2 separate regions of the Dromaius novaehollandiae genome follow, and region 1 is linked to region 2. The links are chromatin contacts, called in public Hi-C maps. All regions are on one chromosome and are shown on one strand. The core of a region is the stretch at or near the end of the contact, and the rest is flanking DNA. Distances in the headings are between cores, read along the strand shown.

The links. Hi-C and Micro-C count contacts between places; a contact is called where the count stands out from the background.
Region 1: a contact with region 2 is called in a Hi-C map of brain, with 2.3 times the contacts expected there. The contact joins the promoter of PTPRM here to the enhancer-like site in region 2. A contact is called at or near these places in 3 of 4 Hi-C or Micro-C datasets (brain, liver and ovary).

Annotation. Positions count from the first base shown.
Region 1 is chr2:115,801,977-115,807,287 of bDroNov1.hap1, forward strand. PTPRM (protein tyrosine phosphatase receptor type M) reads right to left here and starts at 2,944. Exons shown (of 34, transcript XM_064507225.1): 1 at 2,433-2,944. The coding sequence starts at 2,505.
Region 2 is chr2:115,344,344-115,349,941 of bDroNov1.hap1, forward strand. All of the region lies in intron 24 of PTPRM (protein tyrosine phosphatase receptor type M), which reads right to left. Among named protein-coding and RNA genes, the nearest start is that of RAB12, 68 kb to the left of the region's middle. Within about 2 kb of position 2,353, at least 2 of the 2 cell types and tissues checked have open chromatin away from gene starts, as enhancers often do.

The sequences.
Region 1 (5,311 bases), core at 1,694-4,193, 460 kb after region 2:
TGTCCATTTAGTACAGTGCTTTCACTGCCGTCACTTGATTTCAAATTCTTGAAACTATTTGCTTCTTGATGATTTTAAAATCTTTAGTTAAGGATTCATAAAAAATCTCATTGTTATTAACTGTTAAGCTGCTTTCAAAAGATTACTTGAAAGCTTCCAGACTTTAAAAAGCCAAGATCTGATTTTTCAGTATGCTCATCTTCTGAATAAGAAACTCAAATAACACAACAGCTGAAGGTAACATTAGAGCCAAAGTCTATAAAAATAAAACAGTAATTTTAGAAAAGGGTAAAAATAAAAATGGAGATAGAAATGTCGAAAATTACTTAACTAACCCACTGCTATTTCTTTCCTTAGAACATTCATGGAGTTGGGTTTTTTGTTTACTTTTTTATAGGTTCAATCATATAACCCCCATCTGCAACAAGGGACAGCTATTGCAAAAGATAACTGCACAACTCAAGGACAGACTTTTCCGTAATTTAATTTCTCTGACACTGATGCATCAAGCTTTTAACAAAAGCAATAGCAAATTTCTCCCCTGAGCAAAAATGACTCCCAGGCACATGCTTCAAATGGTAAACTATAAAAATGGAAAATTCATCAATTTTGTTCCAAGTGAGTGCCAGGAATCAATACCAAAAAATCTGTACATTCACCTTTACAATTAATCTTTATACTTAATATTTACTACACATGCACATATGCACACGGGGAGAGAATAGGCCAAAATCTGCATTCAGTGACATCCTCTGCAATTTCACTGAAGTCTGTAAATTGCAGCATCTCCTATTCAGCACTTCAGAAGCATTGGAATTACATATTTTGAATAACTGTATGCACAGGATATTAAATCACTTAAGGATATTTCTGAATTGTTTGTGTTTTAAATCACAGTTCTTTCCACAGCGTGTGGCAATGGCACTGTATACAACAGCTACAAACCTAACATTAATGTGGGACTCTTCTTCAGCAACATGAACAGCACTTAAATGCTTACCCTAGCGTAGTATTAACATATCACATGCACAAGTCATTTAAATATCCAAGAGAAGAAGAGTTGCCCTAGCTTAAGTTTAAACAAGAAGTAAGACAGTTCACACAGGTCAGCAATGAGTTATGGATTTATCTTAATAAGGCAAGAGCTCTTGCTGAAGTCTGGACACTACACTTAAAATATTCATGAGTTATAGGACTAATACACATGAGTTTGGTTCCATAATTCACAACAGGGGATAGCTTCACCCTAACATGAGCATTTGGAAGAGATGTCATCACTGTTAACTGTCCTCTTAGTACAAGAACATTCTTCTGCTCAGGAACCCTCTGTCTTATCTGCAGCAGAAATACCTAAGAGAAATTAAGGAAAATGCAGCTGAATACACAAAGGGTTGCTGCAACCTAACAGGATAATAAAATATTTTAAAAATAATTTAAAAAGTTTAAAAACAGGCTATCAATTCCTACACACAAAACTTGGTTGTGACACAGTGCTGCATAGAAGCAACATGTAATACACAAAAATACAAACTATTCGACAGCCGGAGCAACAAGAGAAGTCAGAAGTACTGCTTCCCACCAGATCAAAGCACGTTTAGCATGAACTGAAGACCAGATGTCTTCAATTTCTTTAATGCGCTTTTCAGTTGCACTAACTTCACGTCACAAACAAACAAGCAAAGAAAAATCTGAAGTTACTCCTTCCAGCCGAGCGCAGAAAAACTATTTCACAACCAGATTTCTGCCCGAAATTACGGGTTTCTTCGAGGCGTATTTGGAAACTACGTGGGCAGCGGAGCAAGTCCGAGGATTCAAGACTAAGGTAACGAGTCTGAGATTTCAGTGAGAGGAGGAAAAAATAGATAGACAGATAGATAGAAGTGGCGTTCACCGAGCACTTCGCCCTGCTCCCCGCCGGCCGCGAGGCCGGGCACCGCCGGGACACAGGGGCCGGCGCGGGCAGCGGTTCCGCGCTCCGGGCACCGGCACTGCGCCGCCGGCCGCGCCGCCCTTTCCGCGCCGCACCTCGAGGCGACGCCACTTTCGGGGCTGAGCGGCCGCGCAGGAGGCGGCGCCGGCGGCCAGCAGCGCCGCGGGCCCCGCAAAAGTTTCTCCGCCGTGGGGCGGCCGGGGCGGCAGGAAACTTCGGGGAAGTCGGCTGCGGCGGAGAGGGAGGGCGGGCGACCCCCGTCCCGCCGCCGCCGCCGCCCCGCGCCCTTCCCCTCAGCGGCCCGGCCCGGCCCCGCCTCGCCCCCCTTTGCCCCCTCGCTCTTCCCCCGCGTACGCAGCACATCCGAGCTGTGCTCCCCCCTCCCAGCCCGGAGCGGTGGGCGCACCCCGACCGAACGCCCATCAGCACCGCAGCCCCCTCCCCCCCCGCGACCGTTCGCTCGCCAACGGCCGCCCGCGGCGCGGCCCGGGAGGCTCCTTACCTGTGAACGTCTGCGCTCCCGCCGCCAGCAAAAGTCCGGCCAAAGTAACCAGGCAAGTTCCAACTTTCCCCATATTTCCAACCAACTCCCCCCCCTTCCTGCTCCGCAGCCAGCAAAGTGCCAAAGTGTTTGCCAAAGTAGGAGGCGCCCCTCTCGCCCCCTCCAGTCGGTGGGGCAGGCGGGGAGGGGGTCGGCTCCCCCGCGCGGTGCCCGCGGGCTGCTCTGCTCTGCTCTCCTCGCGTCCCCGGGCACGGCGAGCGGGGCGCCAAGCGCCCGGAGCTGCCCGCCCGCCGCCGTGCCGCGTCCCCAGGGCCCCGCCGCTCTCCTCCCCGGGGGCTGGGGTCACCCTTCAGCCCGGAGTCTCCTCGCGCGGCGCCGCCGCCGCTGGTCCCGGCTCAGCTCGGCTCCTCACTGACTCGCGGTCCCCCCCCGGCAGGCTGGAGGGAGCGCGGAAAGTCACGCCCAGCCGCCGGCGCCGCCGTCCGCCGCCGCTAGAGGGCAGCGCGGGGCGAGGCGGCGCGGGGCGGCGGGGTGCCGCGCACCGGGGCTCGGCAGCGGCCCCTGCCCCCCCCCGCCGCTCCCCGCGGGGCCGCTTCGTTCGGCGGAGCGGCGGCTGCGCGCCTGGCGGGAAGGTGCCGAAAGTTCCCCGGGCAGCGGGGGAGAAAAGCAGGCACGGCGGCGGGGCGGGGACTCACCCACGCGTCTCGTCAACTTCGCGAGCCGCCGGGCTGCGCCGCGCCGAGCGCCGCCACGGGGCCAGGGGAGCGCCCGGGCGCGGCCTCCGCCGCCGCTTCGCCTCTGCGGCCGGTGCGGAGCCCGTCGGAGGCCCCGTCGGAGGCCCCGTCGGAGGCCGGTCGCTCGCTCGCTCGCTGTTCCCTGCGAGCGGCAAGTGGGGAGCCCTGTCCTCCCCAGCACAGGGCCGATGCCAAAACAGAAAATAAGGCGTTGTTTAGTTTCTCTGGGCTGGCGACAGGCAGCACTAAATAAATTAATAACGTTAAAGTTAATAAACTGCTCTTAATTCATATTGCTGCTAATAAAACTTTAGCTCCTAAGCCTGCTTTCAGTTACACCCACCCTTCACCCCTCCAGAGGGGTTTCAGTGCAACTCCTATGAGTTTAAAAAATAATGACGTCAAGAATTTGCACGATGAGATATTAAATGATGAAAGCAAAGCCATTTTAAAATGCCACTTCACCTTTCATTATTCACAATCCATGATTTCTAGCATTTTTCTCCACAGCAGCCATGAAATAAGTTGCTTGATAATCCGTTTCACTTTCTGGCTTTGACTCCTGGAGGCTCTAGTCCCCAGACGTGTTTATTGGTTTTAAACTAATTCTTTCTAAATTGGACGGCTAAAGGTGGAAATATTTTTATTGGCTATCGCTTTCATGAAAGCTTTATTTTTATTTCAAGCGCAAATGTCAGGCCAAATTTAATGCCTGTTTATTCCCTAGGGTTGGTTGCAAATGAAGCAGTAAAGACGAGAATCTAAATAATGCTGCAGATAAGGGTCTGACCCTTACTAACCCAAACTTAGGCGCTCCAGGTCTCCCTGCAGAGCAGGCCCTCGGGTTTGTGTGCCACCCGTGCACAGTTAGCCTGCTTCAGTCCCTGCCTCGCAACTAAAGCCCGAACTGCCCCCATCCCCCTCTTCTGCACTGCAAGTTACAGTGCACATAACACAAAATATGCACAAATCATTAATTTTACATATAATACATCGTCCTCAGACTCCGGCACGTAGCTGTGTCCTGTCCTCCGACCCCCCGTTCATTCTGTTGCCACGATATTGCTGCTGTGTTTTCACGAAAGAGCGTGAACTTTCAGACGTGTGGGGGTAAGGCAGCGACCTCAAAAGCTAACACAAGGGGGCAGAGTAGCATTAATTGTTGCATTTCCTGACGTCAGACTTTCTTTAAATTGTGAGCTTTGGGGGTTTTTTTTCTTTTTAAATTATTTATCTGGGATTTCCCAGTCTTCCCCCCCGAAAAAGGTTACCTTAATTCCCAGGAACTTTGAAAACCTAGTGGTTTGTAGCAATAGTAATTCTAGGGGTTTTGTATTTTGCAACTTCTTTGTAGGTGCATAATTTATGCACATTTTATGCTTTCTAAAAGCTGAAGTTATATTTTCTCCAAGTTAGAAACTATAGATAGTCTTGAAAAGTGTTGTCTTTGTAACTACAAAACTGGTAAAAAGAAAACTCGGTCTGATAATAAGCAGTTTAACTTTTAAAATTTAAATTTTTAAAATTTTAAAATTTATCTGCTATAGTAGATCTATTACTAAAAATCCTGAAAACAACAGTTAAGCCAGTACTTATGCTAATGGTAACTTCTTTCTAGGTTCATAATGTCCAGACACACATAAAAACTATGCTAATGTCAGTCCTAACACAGTGCAAAAGAGTATAATGTTATGACATATAACCTTAACTCTGACCCATTTTCTTCACAGGCAAACAGAGATTCCACTCTTGTATCCACAGCTCTCCACTCATATCTTAGTGAAGATGAGACATAAAGTCACCCAGTTCTATGGATTACAGAAGTAAGAGTCTTTGGTCACAGTTATATTGGGAGTTAGTCTAAAGTCATTGAACTTCAAGGACGTAACCATTTGTGTTAATTAGAATAAATCAAAAAAACAGTTAAGCTCTGGGGAATAGCTAGAACAACAAGAACAACTGAAAACACAGGTCACACATGGCTGATGAGGAATTAAGTTAGCTGTGTTTCACTGACATTTGAGATTGTAATGCTTCTGAACTGTTTTCATGTTCACTCAAAAAAAAAAAAAAATAGTAGAGCACTAAGAAAGCACTAGAGAGAACCACAGGTTCACCAGTGATGTGAATGCAAGAAAACCTCCA
Region 2 (5,598 bases), core at 1,103-3,602:
CTTCTCTAGTATTAGAAAAATATCTTTTTTTTTCAGATTAACTTTTCAAAGAGCCTATTGAGAGGTCAAATGACAAAACACAACACTTGAAGTCAAGAGATGAGTTTTATTTCTAGGCTTTAACACCGTTCCCCTAGACGACCCCAAACATGGGATTCATCTCACTCAACTCAAACTAAGGTGGGCAGGATGAACGCCCTCCAGAGCTGCCTTTATCTCTGTTAGCCATGAAGCGAGTCTAGGGGACCGCAGTAGCCTACACGTTCGCCTTGTAGGTGGCTAAGGCTAGGTGAGATGACTTCCCCTCCTCCTCTTACTAATTTCTGTAGGCTTCTGGAGCTGTGCTTTCTTGGCAAATTTATCCTGGATATGGAGACAGAAAGAAGGTGGGTTCTGTAAACTCTCTTTCAGATTTTCTGAGCCCTGGGGTGGTCTACATGGGATGGACTTCACAGTATTTAATGCATGCTTAAGGAAGGCATGTAATATTACTCTGCTGTTTTTTAAAGTGTGTGGCTGAGGAGATTGTATATTAGCATGCAGGTAACTAGACATACTTAAGACTTTTCACCTCCTTCCTGTCTGTGTGGACAAGGTGGTGGGTGGGGAAGCTAGCACATTAATTACATTGCCACATTTTCTTCTGCTCTATTACGGTAATAGCTATGCTATCAGCACCGCAACTGGCCATCGTCCAGTAGTGCAGTACGTGCTAGGAGTAGCATCTGTTATACATCTGCTATATGAAATGTTTTCTCTCTTTCTCCCCTTCTCTCACCGAAGAGAAAACTAAAAACTGATCGTTTAATACATGTAAGTGGACTGGTTTATTTAAATATAAGCTTAAATGGGTTGCGTTGAAAAAAACACTTCAAATTTTGAATGGAAAATTGATACAAAATTAAAAATATATTAAACTTCAAAACTGTAAGAGTACTTCTCAAACCCATTATCTTGCCAAAATATTTGGATTACTATTATGCCTAGTCTTGAGTAAGAGGTAAAAATGAAGCACATGTATATAATCACACAATGAAAACTGTAAAGCATGATTCAACAGATTTATTTATACAAACTCTAAGTTTAATATACACAGGATTACGCAGAGAGTTGAACCTTGTCCTGTCAGGCAGAAGAAAATGTCTTCCTCAAAAGTTGTTTCTAGTGAAGTAGCTGATAACCACTAACAACCTCTGTCTGGGCAGAAGATAGCTCTTGCCACACCAAACGGGTAATGTTGGCTGATGAAATCAAGAGTTTGTCAGGGCATGGCCAACAGTTCAGTAGTGACGATCTCATCAAATTATAAACCAAAGGAAACTCTTTAGCTGGATAAAATTTAAATCTGAACTGAGAACTGAGCGAAGGTTTAGAAAACACAGCCCTGTATCAGGATCCTCTTCAGCGAAAAGAGTGCCCTGATCTTAAGGACTGGCTCCCAGCCACAAAATTATACAAGCATCCTAACAGCTTATTCCTGCTTACACAGCTGGTAAAAAGCTCCTAGAGCAGATGTGAAGTTCACGTAGCTCTAAGCAGGTTTTTATTTATCGCTCTATGCCTGTCTTCAGACCTAGTAACTGCATTAGTATTGGCTGAGAAGCCTTCTTCATGTTTTCCTTAACGTTTCATCTGGTGTTAAACACAGTTTCAGGACTGTCGGCAAACAACAGGTCACACAGCCCCCTTCCGCGGGGAGAGCCCCGCTGTGGGGGCATCCCACAGTACCCCCAGCGCTCCAGGACCAGGCGCCAAGTTTGTCAAAACTGCTTCCCTCCACTATTGCACTGGCTGGGGGCGGACAGGCCCTCAGTAGGGACAAGATGGTTCCCAGCATCAACATCAGCCCTAGGGCCCCTCTCCAGCTTACAGGGGAACCATCCCAAGGGTGCCTAAGCCTCAGGACCTCCAGCAAGCCTGTAGTCATCTCCCATGCCTATCCGTTGGCTACAAGCTATGAACAACCATTTTAAAAGCATTAAAAAGAACTGCAAGCAGTTGCTGCTATTATCTAGTGTAGCATCTACTTGATGTTTATTTAGATTTTATCTTGTTTGGAAGTATTTCCAAAAAACCCTGTGATAGGGGCCATACGAAACACATTGAAGACTCATTGTTTTGTCTGTACTGTTAAAATAATCCAGACTCTTCACCCTGCTCAAATCTCTCCTGCCAGCAAACTCACCCTTTACAGTCACTGCTGGGAACTCTCTGAAGCGGGTTTTTCCTGCCTACCTATGACTAAGATGAGTTTTTGCCTCTCCATGCAGAATAAGGCAATTCATACTGCTGGAGCAGCCCACTGACAACCTCGTCTCTGGAGCCAATCTCCTTTTCCTGCCTATTCCCTTATCCTTTCCATAGGTGGACTCTGAGCCACACAAACAGGGCCAGCGCACGTATGGCAAAGGAAGCAGCTGCAGCAGTGCTCCTCGTCGCAGCATGACCAGTGATCAGCACAGCTTTTGTAGCTAACTTTAGCCTCGTTCCTTTCTGATGGGTGCCTGCCATCCTCAAAACGGCGCCAATTTAGTAAAATAAACAATTGGGAGGGGGGAGAAAAAAACTGGCTGAATTAAGTTGCTCAGCTTTGAAGGAAAACATGCCTGTTTCTATCTTGGTAAGTCTAGACAGGCTGGATTACAACTAAGGAGGAGGGACACTTAGAGAGCCCAATTTAGAAGGGCACAGACCTCACCACCTTTTGCCTCAACTGCCAGATTCGCATCCCCTCTTTCTTTAAACCTTATTTAAGATGATCCAGTGGAATAATTCAGGAAGCATGGGGGGATGCGGTGGCAAAGTTACAGCCCTTGGTGCCTCACACAGCTCGGGCCCTCGGGGGCTTTCTCATTTCCTTGCACAGGGATTTTGGGCACAGAGCAGGCTGGAGCCGAGCAGGAGGATCCACGACAACACAATTTCCTGAAAACTCTCCCTACTGGAATAGGGGCTGTAACAGCTGTGGGAACAGTGCCAGAGCTGCAGTCAGAGCCACAGACCAACACTAAGCGATTCACTTACTGGGAGAAAAAAAAATTAAACTTTTTTTTTTTTTAAATTCAGGTTTTTTTCCCTCTACTTTTGGCTCCTGTCCCGCAGTGCAGCTGCACGTGGTGAGCTTTATGCACGGGAACTTGATGGACTTCCAATGAGCCAAAAGTTAAATAAATGCTTAAAGACCAATTTCTTATCTTCCCCAGGACCTCTCAAATAAATACAGAGGGGTCTTAAAGAGGGAAGTAAATTAGTGTAAATGGAAATCACAATCATAAATGTTTATTGGATCAGGGCTTTTATTTGTATAAGGAAAGACAATTGCAACAAAATAGAATATGGTTTTACTCGTCTAATATGAGGAATACTGCTGGCAACATATGTTTGCCCAGTTTTTCTTTTTAGCATAGCTTTAGCTACTGTGTCTTGATGAATCTCTTTCCCTTTGTATAAATATTTGGTACATATTTTACAAAAAAACTACAAACAGAAGGTTTAGCTAAATAATAGATACAGGAATCTAGAACTGAATATTAAATACATTAGATTTGTTTTTTCACACAGTTGCCATCATAACCGTAAATATCAGCCACAAAATAGAAAACATAATTTGGAAATCTCATCTAAGCAGAACTATAATTGAGAGTTTGTTCAGATACACCCCACATTTATATCCTAACATATTGCCAAAAAATACAGATGTTCATCACATGATGAGGTAAAAGGGTGATTGCCAGAGACATAATGAAAATGCTCTGGTTTAATCTATTCATTCCAAGGTACACTGCCCAATTGTTCCATACATGCTTATTTTACTAATAATTTTAGAGATTTGGAGAAGATCATTATCTACTTCCCCTCCCCCCCAAAAAAAACCCCCAGAGAAAAACAGTGAGAAAATACGAACTAACAATAAAGGTGAAAAGTTGTACTTGCTATTTCTAAATATAACAAACAATGCAGGAAGTAGATAGATAATGAACACAAATTGTGACTTCTGAAGCAGTGTATTTAGCCATTTGGCAATGCAACACATCTAGCTAAAGGCAGTATGAAAGCCAGGACAATAATTCACTTCCTTAGAGGCTTGAAATAGGAGGAATATTACAGAATTGATATGTGAGCTGGCTGTGAAATTTACTTTATAGTTCCTACAGAACAGTTTAAATAACACTGATTATTCAGAGTGTCCAATTTGCTTTGATTCTGAAATACTCTTAGTAAAAGGTGATATAGCTGGCTATGCACTGCATGGATTGTCATTAGTGAAGAACAGTATTATATATTCTAATTTAAAATTAATCCTGAACTAAGTAAGGATTATAAGACAGACATAAATTTTTGAAATGAAATCTCTAGGACGTAAAATGAAAAAGCCAACTAAGCTCACCAGTGAAAACTTTTTACAGGCTTTAGAGGTATAACTAGGATAACAATGTATACTTTTATGTGACTGACTTGAAGTAAAAGAACATCCAATAATTGAAAGTACTTTTATTTAAATACTTCCGAAACAAAAAATATATTGTGATTAAGAACATTTCATTAGTTATTAAAGCAATCTTTGACAGAAGATTAAATCCAGTCTTTCTTTTTCACAAGTTCCTCACTTTCTTTCTTTCTTTGCCTTTGAGCAAGTCAGTTAATTGATCTATACCTCATTTTACACTTTTCTAAAAGAGGCACAGAAGAGTATTGAGAAATACAACATTTAAGATACTGTTTGGCACCATCTGATGAATGGATCTGTATAAAGGCAACCAGCAGTCTTTCTGTTGTTCACTGCTCCCATACCGGGAGAGATCTCTGTAAATTTTATTAGCTCAGTCTAATTTCTTCCAGTGATGACTCAGAGCTATCTGTCCCCATCTCCTGCTGCCCTATGTCCCCTTGAAGTAGCTAGGTCGATCCACAAGTGCAATCCTAGGTTGCCGGCTGGATGCCCTCTGATTCAACTTCTGCCCAGAACAGTTGGCTTTCCGGACATGTCTGGTAGTAGCAATATGCTACCTGCTTTTCACTTGAGGGAATCAGTGTGATGCCTTTGAAGAATCACGTATACTGCTGGCATACTACCAACTGATAAAATTAAGCTGACAGGCCAAATCTGGCCTCTGCAGGCATATTTTGGCCATAAAACAAAATTATAGGAGGATTGCTTTAGGTGACCCACGCTAAAGCTATTGTAGTGTTCCTGCCTCCATTGCGAGTACAACAGAAGAATTTGGATTGCCTCTATTTCATTACCTATGTTTGAGCACTGGTTATTCAAAAAGGGTGTAAATCAGTCCGATTTAGTAAAGCCCTGGTGGGGAAGAAAGGCTGACCGCAGAGCACTGTCATTGAGAAGGGTGGTCCCATGCCAAGAGGAAGGCTGGTATGATGGCTATGGGATTAGTTGGAGCTCCTCAAAGCCTCTCTTAATCCCTTGCACGACCATGAAATCATGGACATACTACTCAGATCCTGTGCTCTGATGGGACTGATGTGCCTGCACAGAGCAGAACAGCAGGCACATAGAAACTTGTTTCTGTTCCAAGAGCAAAATCCTGCTGTTAGCTCAGCTCCAGAGCACTGGTGGGTCAGCTGGCCAGCTTCTGG